3 separate regions of the Mus musculus genome follow, and regions 2 and 3 are each linked to region 1. A link is a contact called in public Hi-C and promoter capture Hi-C data. All regions are on one chromosome and are shown on one strand. The core of a region is the stretch at or near the end of the contact, and the rest is flanking DNA. Distances in the headings are between cores, read along the strand shown.

Region 1 (3,684 bases), core at 896-3,395:
GGTCCCTCTCCTTTCAACTGTGCTTTACTCAACACTGGAATGTGATAACACTTTGTATAAACGATTGGCCTCATCTGGAGATTGGTGGGCTCTTCTCTGTTCTAAGTTTACTGTTCCTTTTGTTAGCTAGTCCCCAAGCCTCTGTGGGTGCTGGGCATTCAGTACATAGTGAACAAACAGTCTACACTTGTAAGAGTTTCCCATAACATTCTGGAAATCAGGGCTCATTGGAAAAGCATATGAAGTCTGATCCTGGAATAGGAGATGACTACCCTGGGTCGTAGTCATAGAGCAGTGAAAAGAGAATTCTAGATTAAAATTCTGAGCGATCCGTGACGCTAAGGATAGCCTAAGAGAACAGCTTAAATGTGCCTCGATTTTTTTTTCTTCCCTGAAGGCTCCTCTCATTCAGGAGCTATCTGAATCACCTCCCTTGGAAACTGAACTATATACATCCATTGCACAGGCAGGGGTTTTGTGTGGCTGCCTCCTAGCGTGGAGGTGACAGCCGTATCCTCTCCCCACTGAAGTTCTTAGTAAAAAAGAGACCATCACTATATAATCCCATCCCACCCTGCCGGATGCATCTAAAACAATGGCTTCTTTCCATATCCCTTCAGTGAGTTAAGGGTGTTATTAACTGTAGCACCTCTAATTGCTCACTGAAAACAGTGGTTTGGATATTAATAGACTATAAATCAAGGCCCTACCTAAGGCTTGTTGTCACGGAAACTGTACTCAAGCCTCGTAGCTATTTCCCCTTTGGGAAGTCTGGGTAAGTTGGTGGGACTTGAGGATTGTGTTAGAGCTCTTGTTTCTTCCATTTTCTGCTATTTCTCCGGGGCCAAGTTGCTGGAACTGGCACGAAGGGTAACCGTAGAGTGGGCAGTAGCTTGGAGATAAGGAACTCAAAGGGAAAAGGTGGGGGTCCTTGAAGTATAGTCCTGGGACACTTGATCTCTCCCTTCTCAGTCTACACTGGGCCACTCTGCACGTCCTGCCTGACATCCTGAGGCCCGGCCCCCTCTGCTGCCCTGAACTGTCCTCCCAGCCTTGGCACTGGGCAGCCCTGGAGCGCGCTAGCCAAGTTCCAGAAGAGGATCCGACACGCCCGGGGGTTTGAGAAACCAGGCAGCAGGAGGCACAGACGCGGACAGTCCTTAGACCGACGACAGGCAGCCCCCCCCCCCAACTTTGCTCCCAGGCGAGGGTCCTGGGGGAGGCGGCCAAGAGCACAAACCCCCCAAACCCACTCCCCGTGCCCCACGGCGACACTCTACTAGCTGGCTTCCCAAAGCTAGCGCCCTGCTCGCCCAGCGCCTGCGAAACCCACGCGGGTTCCCGCGTCCCGGGGTGACGACTGCCGCAGCCGCCAGGGCCTCCTGGGCTCCTCACCCCTCCCGCCCCGTGCTAGGCACCCGGGGCCAGGCCCCCACCGGGCTGTCGCGTCACCCGCCCCCTGGGCCCCGCACTCCCCGGCGCTGGCTCCGGGGCACCCAGCTCCCTCCCGTCGCGCGGCCCTCGGGGACTCACCTGCGCTGGGGCTGAAGCGGCGGCTACCCCGAGCCCGGGGGCGGCGGCGCAGGGGGAGGAGGGCAGCACGGGGCTCCTGGCACAGTGGCCGCCGGGCGCCTGGTGCAGCGGAGCCGCGGACCCGCCCAGAGATATAAATAACATTATCTGAGGAGGGACATTCCTGCCGGGGGACATCGCTGCTGCCGGGACCAGATAGTCCCGCGGCGGGGGCGGGGAGGCGGGGCTGCAGCCTCCCGCAGCGCCAGGCCCGCCTTCCCCACCCACTCCTGCACCTGCCAATCAGACTGCGCGCCCGGGGGCACCTGCCTAGCCGCTAGCGCCGCCGCCGCTGGGACCTGGGACGCCAGGGTCCTCTCTCACCTCCCCTGATCCCGCACACACAGAGCCCCTTGCCACGGGAAGAGGACTCGACTCTGCTGCTCCGGCCTAATTTGTGTGCCCGGAGCCGCAAGCTGGCGGCGAAAAGGAGTCCTCCCAGCCTTTCCCGCCTAGCGTCCCTGCAGACTACGATCTGGTTTTGAAAAAACATCTAAAGACCCGTTTAGGCCATAGGGTGGGTGAGGAGGGCGCCCCGGCTGTAATGCCCCTCCGGAGATAGGCTGGAAGGGACAGATTGTTCCCGCGGGCGGGTTACGTTAGAAAGCGCGCTCCCGGCCGGCTACAACCGGCTGGTAGTAGGAGCAGACGCTGGGAGCACAGGGGGTGGGCACTGGGCCGAGGCCCCCGCCCCCAGCCTGCGGGCTGGAGGCCGCGGCTCCTGCTTGTAAGCAAGGTACTGTCCCGGAGAACCCGGCTGTGCTGGTTGGTGGCGCTCAGCCTACAGTTGCATATTGCAGGGTCCATAATCAACAGGCAAGCCAGCATACCAGCCCACCTGCACCATCCTGTGAGCCCGGGTCTCCGGGCAAGACCCTGCTTTCTCACTGCAAGCTTTGGTAGGGTGGTGTACAGCAGGCCAGAGGAGATGCTAGAACCAAGGGTGTCAAGTACATCTGCGACTAGGGAGGGTGACACACGGACGAACACGGGCGGCTTGCAAGGCAGGCTATTTCCTTGACTTTTTAACAATACAAGGTCATCGCTCTGTAATGTTGGTTGCGTGCCTTGCTGTACCTTTCCTTGTTTTATTTTTATGGGGGGGGGGGAGGGGCGGCCCTCCATACGCTGTGCCTGGGATGGTCTCTCACAGACTATCAACCCGGGTAATCGCAAGTGTAATGGAGACACCAGTGGCGATTAAAAAGAGCATAGATGCAGAAGGGAGCTTTAACTTTGATGCTCCCCGGAATTCTTAACAGGAAACAGCCTTTCTCTTGACTTGTTTGCTTGAGTGTATAATTACGCTGTTTTCTAGGATTCATGAGCAAAGTGTGTTGAGTTGCCAGATGTTCAAGCTTAGTATTGGGTATTAAAGGTACGCAAAAGATATTTCACTGCCTGCTGCCGTCACACTTCTTTTGAGAGTAGGTATTTGGACAGTAAAAATGCTAATTGGGACAAAATCCACAGGTATTAAAAAGCCATAGAACTCTTCCCTCCCCTTTTGCCTGAGTTCTTATTACATACTAATTTCCCAAATGGCATCAGTATTACAAGGAAAATGACACACCGGCCTGGGCTATCCTAGAGGTTAACAGCGACCTCCCACCTCCTTCCCCCACTCAGACCATCTAGCAATTCTCTGTAGTGAGCAAGAGCTGTAGATCTTAAGCAAAGCACACATTTAGCACTCCAAAGGCCCTGGGACTCCCCAATATCCTCCAGCACCACCCCAAACCATTTGCTTTGCTTGTTGTTGAGTTCAAAATCATCTTTTTAGGAACTAATTCCTGGCAAAAACAAAAAACAGGCCAACTTCAAAAGCTGAGACTTAGATATCACAAGTAGAAATCCTTGATCTATTTTTGAAAGAAAAAGGGAGGGTTGGAATTATGTATTTATGTGTTTTAAACCGTGTGTGAATAAACTTATTAAATAAATTCATGAATCCCAGAATTGCAGCTTTGCAGCTACGTAATTATATATTAGAGGAAACAGATAATTCTTAGCTATAGGCTTGAGGCTCTGAACTGAATGGTTGCACACATATTTTCCTTTGGAGCGTTCAAATTTATAATTTTCAACCACAAGAAAAAAATGAATATGACG
Region 2 (4,106 bases), core at 592-3,091, 330 kb before region 1:
TCGCTGTGTAGCCCTGTGGTGTGGAACTGCTGTAATTAAAGGTGCATGCCACCACTACTCTATGAATGTATTTACACACCCTTATCATATAATCAGGCCAAACCTGTTAATTACCACTTAAGACATTTATCCACAGAGAAAATTCATTCCTCAAATTTTACTATGTCAGTAAGAAATTTACTAAAAATAGGTTCTACAAGCTGGGGGTATAGCTTGTTGACAGATGTGCTTACCCAGCATGCGGGAAGTCCTGGGTTCTGTCGCAAGCACTTAGTAAACCAGGCATGGTGGTGCAGGGCTGTAATTCTAGAGCTGGGGGGAGGGGGCGCAGAAGTAAGATGATGAGAAGTTCAAGGTCATTCTCTACTACAAATAGAGTGTGAGGACAGCTTAGGCTATGTGAGGCCCTGCCTTGAAAAAGAAAAACAAAACCCAAAGCTTCCATAGCATCCTCAGGGAACTGCTCAGCACTTACGCAGTAGCGCCTGAATTCAGGACCCAGTCCTTAGTTGATGATCTTTGCCGAAGACCACACTAGAAAGTACCAAGACGGTTTTAGTGCCATCTGAGGTACATAGGAATACTTGTCTATAGTCCCAGCACCTAGTTTACCTCAGTTAGCTACATCCTGATAGAATGTTTGACAGTCCTACATGTTTGATTTCTATAAGACTCTTGAACTTAGATTAAGATCTGTTCTCTATAGGTTTATGGCTGTCTGAATTGCTTACTACAGCTGATGAGTTTCTTGAGCATTTTGACATTTAAAATAAGCTGGTAAACATTTTCAAAGTAAGTTTCAGTTGTAGTGTCAAATGCACTGGCTCTCTGCCTCCTTAATGCTGGTACTGACCTGGGTATCAGACCTTTGAGTGACAGTTGAGGGTTTGACTTTCTGTCCCAGCCCAACTGACAGCTCTGATAAACATGTTCTTCCAGTGATAGCTGGTAACGCAAACAAGTAGTAACAGATTTTAATCACAAAAATCAGAGCAGGTAAAATATAAGGACTGTTTATGTAAATAAACTTCTGGAAAGTTGGCTCAGTGGATAAGAGCACTGACTGCTCTTGCAGAGGTCCTGAGTTCAATTCCCAGCAACCACATGGTGGCTCACAACCATCTGATGCCCTCTTTGGTGTGTCTGAAGACCGGACAGTACACTCATATACATAAAATAATTCCTTTTAAAAAAAAAAAGACTTCATGATAAGCTACATAATAAAAACTTACTAAATTCTGGTGACTTTGTTGTTTGTTTGTTTGACAAAACAAAGCAGGGTCTCACTGTGTAGCCCTTGACTGGCCTGGAACTCACTATGTAGGCCTTTGTCTGGTACTCATGAATCTTTCCATCTGCCTCCCAGCAGTGGGATTAAAGTGACACTCAGGAATGTTTCCTTGGGATCTGTTGATTTTATTATTTTGTGTGCATGAGTGTTTTCCCTCTGTGTATGTTGGATGCATGTGTGCCTGTTGCCCACTGAGGTCTGAAGAGGGCATCAGAGCCCCTAGAACTGCAGTTACAGGCAGTTGTGAATCGCCATGTGAGTGCTAGGAGTTGAGTCCAGGTCCTCTGTAAGAGCAACAAGGGCTCTTAGTCACTGAGCCGTCTGTCTTCCTAGTCCCAGCAGTTTTATAAGTCATAAAGAAAGAATTAGAAAGAAAACTTCTTAGACTTTGAGTGAAACTGTTTAATAAAAGTAAATGCTTAATACAGTTTCTTTGCAGGAGTTGGGGAGGAAGCTGGCTGCCCTGGACCTCCCTACAGACTAGGCTGGTCTGAAATGGAGGGACCCTCTTGTTTTTGCCTCCCAAGCACTAGAATTGAAGGAATGTGCCACCACACCCAGCTACTTTCTGTGTCTCCCAGCTGGGTGGGCTGACAGGATTGCGACAGACACACGGGGTTTACACCTGCCCTTGGACAAGGTTCCTGTTGTCCAGCGATAGCGCCCTTCCTGTGGAGTCCTTATCTAGGGAAGAAAACGTCTCCATGCGACCTTGGGCTTTGGGATACCTGTGCCCTCCTGGTTTCAGTGGCGTATACAGTGTCTGATTTATTGAGTGAATCAATGTGCATCAGAGTGCTTTTGAGGCTGTGCTGATTGGAGGAGTGCTTGCTTGCCTAATGCAGAGTGTGAGAAGCGGTAATATATAGCTTCACACCTATGTAATTGGCTTTCTGTGTATTTGTATTCATTTTTGTTAGTGGCCGAATCAGTGTTTTTCATTTAGCTAAGAAGGGTCTTGGAGTTTTTTGACTCTGTCATTTCTTTTACTTGGAAGGAAACTTATCTAGTTAGATTTACCTCCTGGTGCTTAGATAAACATTGCCACCACAGCCAGTATTGTTTCCAGTCATTATTACATGGCCAACGCCACGCTTTACACATTAGTTGTGTGATTCTTTGTGCTTGTTATTGGAGTCATTGTTGTTGTTCCCACCTTACTACTGGGGCAAATGACTGTAAGCAGGTTGCACAATGGGAGAGCAGGGTGGCACCTCCCCCCACTCCCCACCCCGTGCTTGCCCCACTCAGTTTCATCCCTGTTCTGTGTGGGCATCGCTAGGCTCTACTCTGGTTTCTTTCCGTTTCCAATAACCGTTACTACTAGAAAGTTTAACGCTTTGATCCTTTTTGCTTGTTTCTCTTTATTCTTTATTAACTCTATCCTACGGTGGAATAGCTAGTGACTTCAAAATCTCACTCTTCTTAGGATGGACTTGGGCCAGTGACGTTGGACTTTCTTACCTTTGCATTTGGTTGTATTACTGTGTAGATTTGTTTTATATAATCATTTTTTTAAAGATTTATTTATTTTTATGTATGTGAGTACACTGTCGCTGTCTTCAGACTCCCCAGAAGAGGGCATCAGACCCCATTACAGATGGTTGTGAGCCACCCTGTGTTTGCTGGGAATGGAACTCAAGACCTCTGGAAGAGCAGTCAGTGCTCTTAACCACTGAGCCATCTCTCCAGCCCCTGTTTTATATAATTTTAGCTGTAACTTAGTTTGTACTTAGTTTGTTTCTGCACCTTCATTTATCAATATATTTTATTTTTACACGTTTTAAGGCTTCTTTAGTTTTATGAGTATCAGTGAGTTGCCCACGTGTGACTGCACACATGCCTTCCTAGTGCATTGGGCAGCCAGAAGAGAGCATTGCATTCCATGGAGTCATGGATGGCTGTGAGGCACCACGCAGGTGCTGGGAGCGGACCCTGGGTCTTCTGCAGCAGTAACAAGTGCTCTTAACTCCTAGGCCATCTCTCCAGCTTCTTTATCAGTGTATTTTAAAGTCTACTGGGCCAAGCTTAGTGTCATTAACTCTCAGGGATACCATAAATGATGTCTTTGAACACGTACTGCTTTTGTCCTTAGGCACGTTCTCAGTTTAGCTGTGGACATCTGAGACATGGGTTTGAAATTTATTACCTTATTGAGACACTTGATTTGGCTTCTGGAACCCACATGGCTTCTCCGTTTCACAGGCTCCATCTCTTCCTAGGAAACTCTGACACATTTCGGTAGGGAAAGGAATAGGAAGGGGGACAATGTGGGCCTGTATATAGCATGCAAGTATGAACAACAGGGTATGTGATCTATAGTTGATCTGTGAGGAAAGATAAAAGCAAGGAGAAATAAGTGGATTTGGCATTTTCTTGATTACTATTACAGAGATAGAAAGGTTTTAGAGCTACATATTGGTACTCTCCAGCACTCTGGAGAGAGAGGTAGAGTAGAGTATCTGTGAGTTCAAGGCTAGCCTGGTCTACCTAGCAAGTTCCAGAATAGCCAGGGCTACATAGAGAAACCTTGTCTCAAAAAAAGAAAAAATAAATAGGAGAATGAATATTTTATTTCACTCAACAACTTGTTATGATTGTTGGGATTGTTTGTTTTTTAAACTAATTAATTTTATGTATATGAGTACATGTAGCTGTTCTCAGACATACCAGAAAAGGGTATCGGATCCCATTACAGATGGTTGTGAGCTATCATGTGGTTACTGGGAATTGAACTCAGGACCTCTGGAAGAGCAGGAACTCTAGAAAACCCACTGAAATCTCTCTAGTCTGCTGGATTTGATTTTTGTTTGTT
Region 3 (3,817 bases), core at 86-2,585, 360 kb before region 1:
TAGTGAGTTCCTACGGATAATCCTTATTCCATCTCCCGTCCCTATTTATTACTTAGATGGTCTTCATCCAAGAAGCAATGGGATATTTATTTTCTTTGTTCCTTTTCTTATATGAAAATAATGGGGCTGGTGAGATGGCTCAGTGGGTAAGAGCACCCGACTGCTCTTCCGAAGGTCCGAAGTTCAAATCCCAGCAACCACATGGTGGCTCACAACCATCCGTAACGAGATCTGACGCCCTCTTCTGGAGTGTCTGAGGACAGCTACAGTGTACTTACATATAATAAATAAATAAATAAATCTTTAAAAAAAAAAAAAAAAAAAGAAAATAATGTATTTGGAGGGAAGTTTCCTTAATGCTGAAATAGGTGTATTTTACTTCCACTAATGCTAAATCCTATCTTCCTTGATGAACGATACAAACAGTTCAGAAGAGTAAGAACTCAAGTAGCACTCCCATTTCTGGCGCATTTTCATAAAAACTAATTTTCTCAACTAATTATCTATTAAGTAGGGCTGCAAGCATGTTCTAGAATCTACCAGATGGAATACTGAACCGGGCTAGCCGTGGAACCGCTTCCTGCTGTTGGTTTCCATCAGCACACTAACCATTTTAGAGCAAAGCCTCACACCAGCCCTGCGAGGTAGGTGCTGTGGACACCTCCGCTTTACTTGGAAGAGGTAAGTAACCACTTCAAACATTCTATACATTAAAGAGCAACAACACTGCTTGTCAGGCAGACTGCACTCACTGAGCGCTCCTACCAACAACAAATGCAAAACACCTACATGCAGGCTCTATAAAGAAGGGAAGACTTAAAGCTGGCCCACACAGAAAAGCTCTATATAGGATCTGCCTAGCCCGAGGCAGAGGCAGGTGGATCTCTGAGTTCAAGGCCAGCCTGGTCTACAGAGTGAGTTCCAGGACAGCCAGAGCTACAGAGAAACCCTGTCTCAAAAAACAAAAACACACAAAAAAAAGAACTAAGCTTGTTTCGCAAGGCCTCCAAATGTTACCCGGCAGGCTGCTCACTTCAACACAAGAGGGCAACATCTGGCAACAAAGTACATATGGTGACTCCAGGCTCAACTAGGCAACCATTACACAAACCACACTGCTTGGGGGGTGGGGTGGGGGAGGACGGGGAGGGGAGGGGAGGGGAGGGGAGGAGAGGGGAGGGCAAGGGAGCTCCATATTGCAGATGTGACAAAAACTAAAGGTTGTTCCTGGAAAATCTTTTAAAATATGAATACTTTTTCCCCCAAATGAAGACTTATGTCTTAAAAACCAAAACCAAAACTCCCCAGGCTGTAGGCGTTATAGTGCATGCTACCCCAGGCACTTAGGAGGTGGATGCAGGGTTGTTTCAAGTCCCAGGCCATTGTGGGCCATATAGTAAGACATAACCTCAAAAAGGCAGAATGAGCAGGAGAGGCTGATTCGGTGCTTAAGGGTACTTGCTGCTCCTGCAGAGGACCTGGTTTGGTTCCAGCACCCACATGAGTTCTCCAGGTTCTGATGCCTCAGGTTTTTGAGAGAGAGTCTTACTGAGTGAGCCTGGAGTTGCTCGTTCTGCATAAGTCATCGAAGCCTGCCTGGGCTCTGTATCTCAATGTAAATATACTGAGATCTATCTCTAAATCTCAAAAAAAGTAAAGGCAGGGAATATATCCTAAATAGCCTAAAATACATGGTCAGTATCTGTGCTTCTGTATGATCAAGTCACTCAAGTAACCGAGTGATTGCTGTGATGACTTAAGTGTAAGATACCATGCAGTTATGACCCCTAAACAGCACATTTGTTAACCACCCCAATACAATCCATTCTACCACTAGCTATGTTCTGTTCTTAAAACACATCATCAGTCTTGATCTCAGACGCTAACTCTAAATCAGAAACTCAGTTACCTTAAAACAGTGCCCAGTAGGGTTCTTCACTTGGCCTTTAAAAGTTACCACTCTGAAGGCCGGATGGGAAGACAACGGTGCGTTCAAGTCTAGCCTGGGCCAAATAGCAAGACTATCTCAAAAACTTACAAACAAAACAATGAAGCTACTACTTCAGGTTGGTGTGGTATCTGTGTGTGTGCTGTTTTGTTTGTTTGAGACAGGGTCTAACTATGTCACTCTAACTGGTCTGGAACTCACTATATAAACCAGGCTGGCCTTGAACTCAGAGATCAGCCTCACAAATTCTGGGATTAGAGTCCATGCCACCATCTCTGGAACTCTGTCATGTAACCTAACTCACCATTCATCCAGAGGGGGATGGGGGTGGGGGAATAAAAACAATCGGTTTTTTTTTTTTTTTTTTTTTTTTGGTTTTATGAGACAGGATTTCTCTGTGTAGCCCTGGCTGTCCTGGAACTCACTTTGTAGACCAGGCTGGCCTCAAACTCAGAAATCCACCTGCCTCTGCCTCCCAAGCGCTGGGATTAAGGCGTGTGCCACCACGCCCGGGGGCAGGAGAACCTCTTAAATGTCTTCAGAGGTATGGGAGTGGGGTCAGAATTAACTGGCTATACACACCGAGGTGTCTGTGAGATGGCACATACCCCATGGTGTGAGATGGCATATACCCCATGGTGTGAGATGGCACATACCCCATGGTGTGAAATGGCACGTACCCCATGGTACTGGCCGCCTGGGAAGCTGAAGAAGACTGCTTGTGCTCAAGATTTTAAGGCCAACCTGGTGACATAGCAAGGCTGAGAGTGTGTGTGTGGCAGGACCAACTCAAATGCTCTTCAAATGTCTGTGAGCTGAGACTTCAATAGGGTGGTGGTGGGGTGCTGTTCTACAGTCTCTCTTGCCTTTTGATTCTTGAGAACAGAACTTCAAGTTGAAATAACCCTTTGGAAACAATGAAATTTGCTAAGCTACTTGTTAGGTACAGAAAATTCATCACTTAGTCCAACATCTTCCATTTTCCTGGAGTTGTAAGTTTCTAAGTGTCGCCACTATAAAAGGGAAGTGAGTATATTCACAGAAGGAGAGCTGCCGGCATGGGTTTTAAGTAGGTCTGGAATGCTCAGTGCATCCACTCCACTGCTTTTACTAACAGAAAAGCGAAAGCTACACCATTGTCAAATCACCCTTATGAGTGACTTTTAGAAAAAAAAACTATCATCAACCCAGGCAGCCTTAATAAGTCTGCAACATTAAGTCAGGGAGATGATACGTATCTTACCATTTTCCTCTTCAAACTTAGGTGATCCTCTTGCTATAAACACCTGAAGGTGTCCAAGAGCACACTGGAGATCTGCCTATCCGCACAAGGTTGGCTCACACAGACCTGTATGACCACTTACGTGAATGCACTGTTTCTCTGCTCAAGCCTTCTTCACTACTGACTTCTCCAGTCCTTCCTTTTAGCTAAAATATTTATTAAAAATGAGGTATACTTGATGGCTAATAAATAAAAGGCCATATAAGAGGTTGGAATGCTAGTAAGTACAGTTAAAACTACTTGTGATTTGGTATAGCCATGTCTTAAAACAAAACAAACTTTTTATACATTATAATATATAGTTATACATTAAAGTAACTACTTACTTCATATATATATATGTGTGTGTGTGTGTGTATATATATATATATGTATATATATATATATATATATATATATATATATATATATATATACACATACATATATTTATACATTAAAATGATTGATTTCCTATATGGCTGAAAATATTTAAAAAATCATTTTCCTAAGAGCATAATTCACATGAAACCTAAGACAAGTGACAGTTTAGAAGTGTATCTGTGTGTGTGCATGTGAGTGTATGCTGGACACTGAACCTAGGGCCT

Evidence for each region. Promoter capture Hi-C pulls out the DNA fragments that hold promoters and counts their contacts. A called contact is a pair of places that touch in the nucleus more often than the background predicts.
Region 2: a promoter capture Hi-C map of embryonic stem cells shows a contact between it and region 1, with 2.3 times the contacts expected there. The contact joins the enhancer-like site here to the promoter of Sptb in region 1. A contact is called at or near these places in 8 of 39 promoter capture datasets (the 3T3-L1 cell line, embryonic stem cells, erythroid cells and 3 more), 1 of 15 datasets of contacts at CTCF or cohesin (the NIH/3T3 cell line), 10 of 484 Hi-C or Micro-C datasets (the G1E-ER4 cell line, the HL-1 cell line, cerebellum and 3 more) and 3 of 115 datasets of contacts at active chromatin or transcription factors (embryonic forebrain, embryonic stem cells and forebrain).
Region 3: a Hi-C map of the G1E-ER4 cell line shows a contact between it and region 1, with 2.2 times the contacts expected there. The contact joins the enhancer-like site here to the promoter of Sptb in region 1. A contact is called at or near these places in 2 of 39 promoter capture datasets (the 3T3-L1 cell line and hippocampal neurons), 14 of 484 Hi-C or Micro-C datasets (the G1E-ER4 cell line, the N1E-115 cell line, bone marrow-derived macrophages and 6 more), 1 of 115 datasets of contacts at active chromatin or transcription factors (forebrain) and 1 of 9 other capture datasets (liver).

The regions. Positions count from the first base shown.
Region 1 is chr12:76,708,402-76,712,085 of GRCm38.p6, forward strand. Sptb (spectrin beta, erythrocytic) reads right to left here and starts at 2,146. Exons shown (of 36, transcript NM_013675.3): 1 at 1,534-2,146.
Region 2 is chr12:76,378,445-76,382,550 of GRCm38.p6, forward strand. All of the region lies in intron 1 of Zbtb1 (zinc finger and BTB domain containing 1), which reads left to right. Among named protein-coding and RNA genes, the nearest start is that of Zbtb1, 10 kb to the left of the region's middle. Within about 2 kb of position 1,842, at least 12 of the 459 cell types and tissues checked have an H3K27ac peak or open chromatin away from gene starts, as enhancers often do. A contact at or near this core is called in the G1E-ER4 cell line and embryonic stem cells, where this site is marked.
Region 3 is chr12:76,344,911-76,348,727 of GRCm38.p6, forward strand. No RefSeq gene overlaps it. Among named protein-coding and RNA genes, the nearest start is that of Akap5, 22 kb to the left of the region's middle. Within about 2 kb of position 1,336, at least 16 of the 459 cell types and tissues checked have an H3K27ac peak or open chromatin away from gene starts, as enhancers often do. A contact at or near this core is called in the G1E-ER4 cell line, where this site is marked.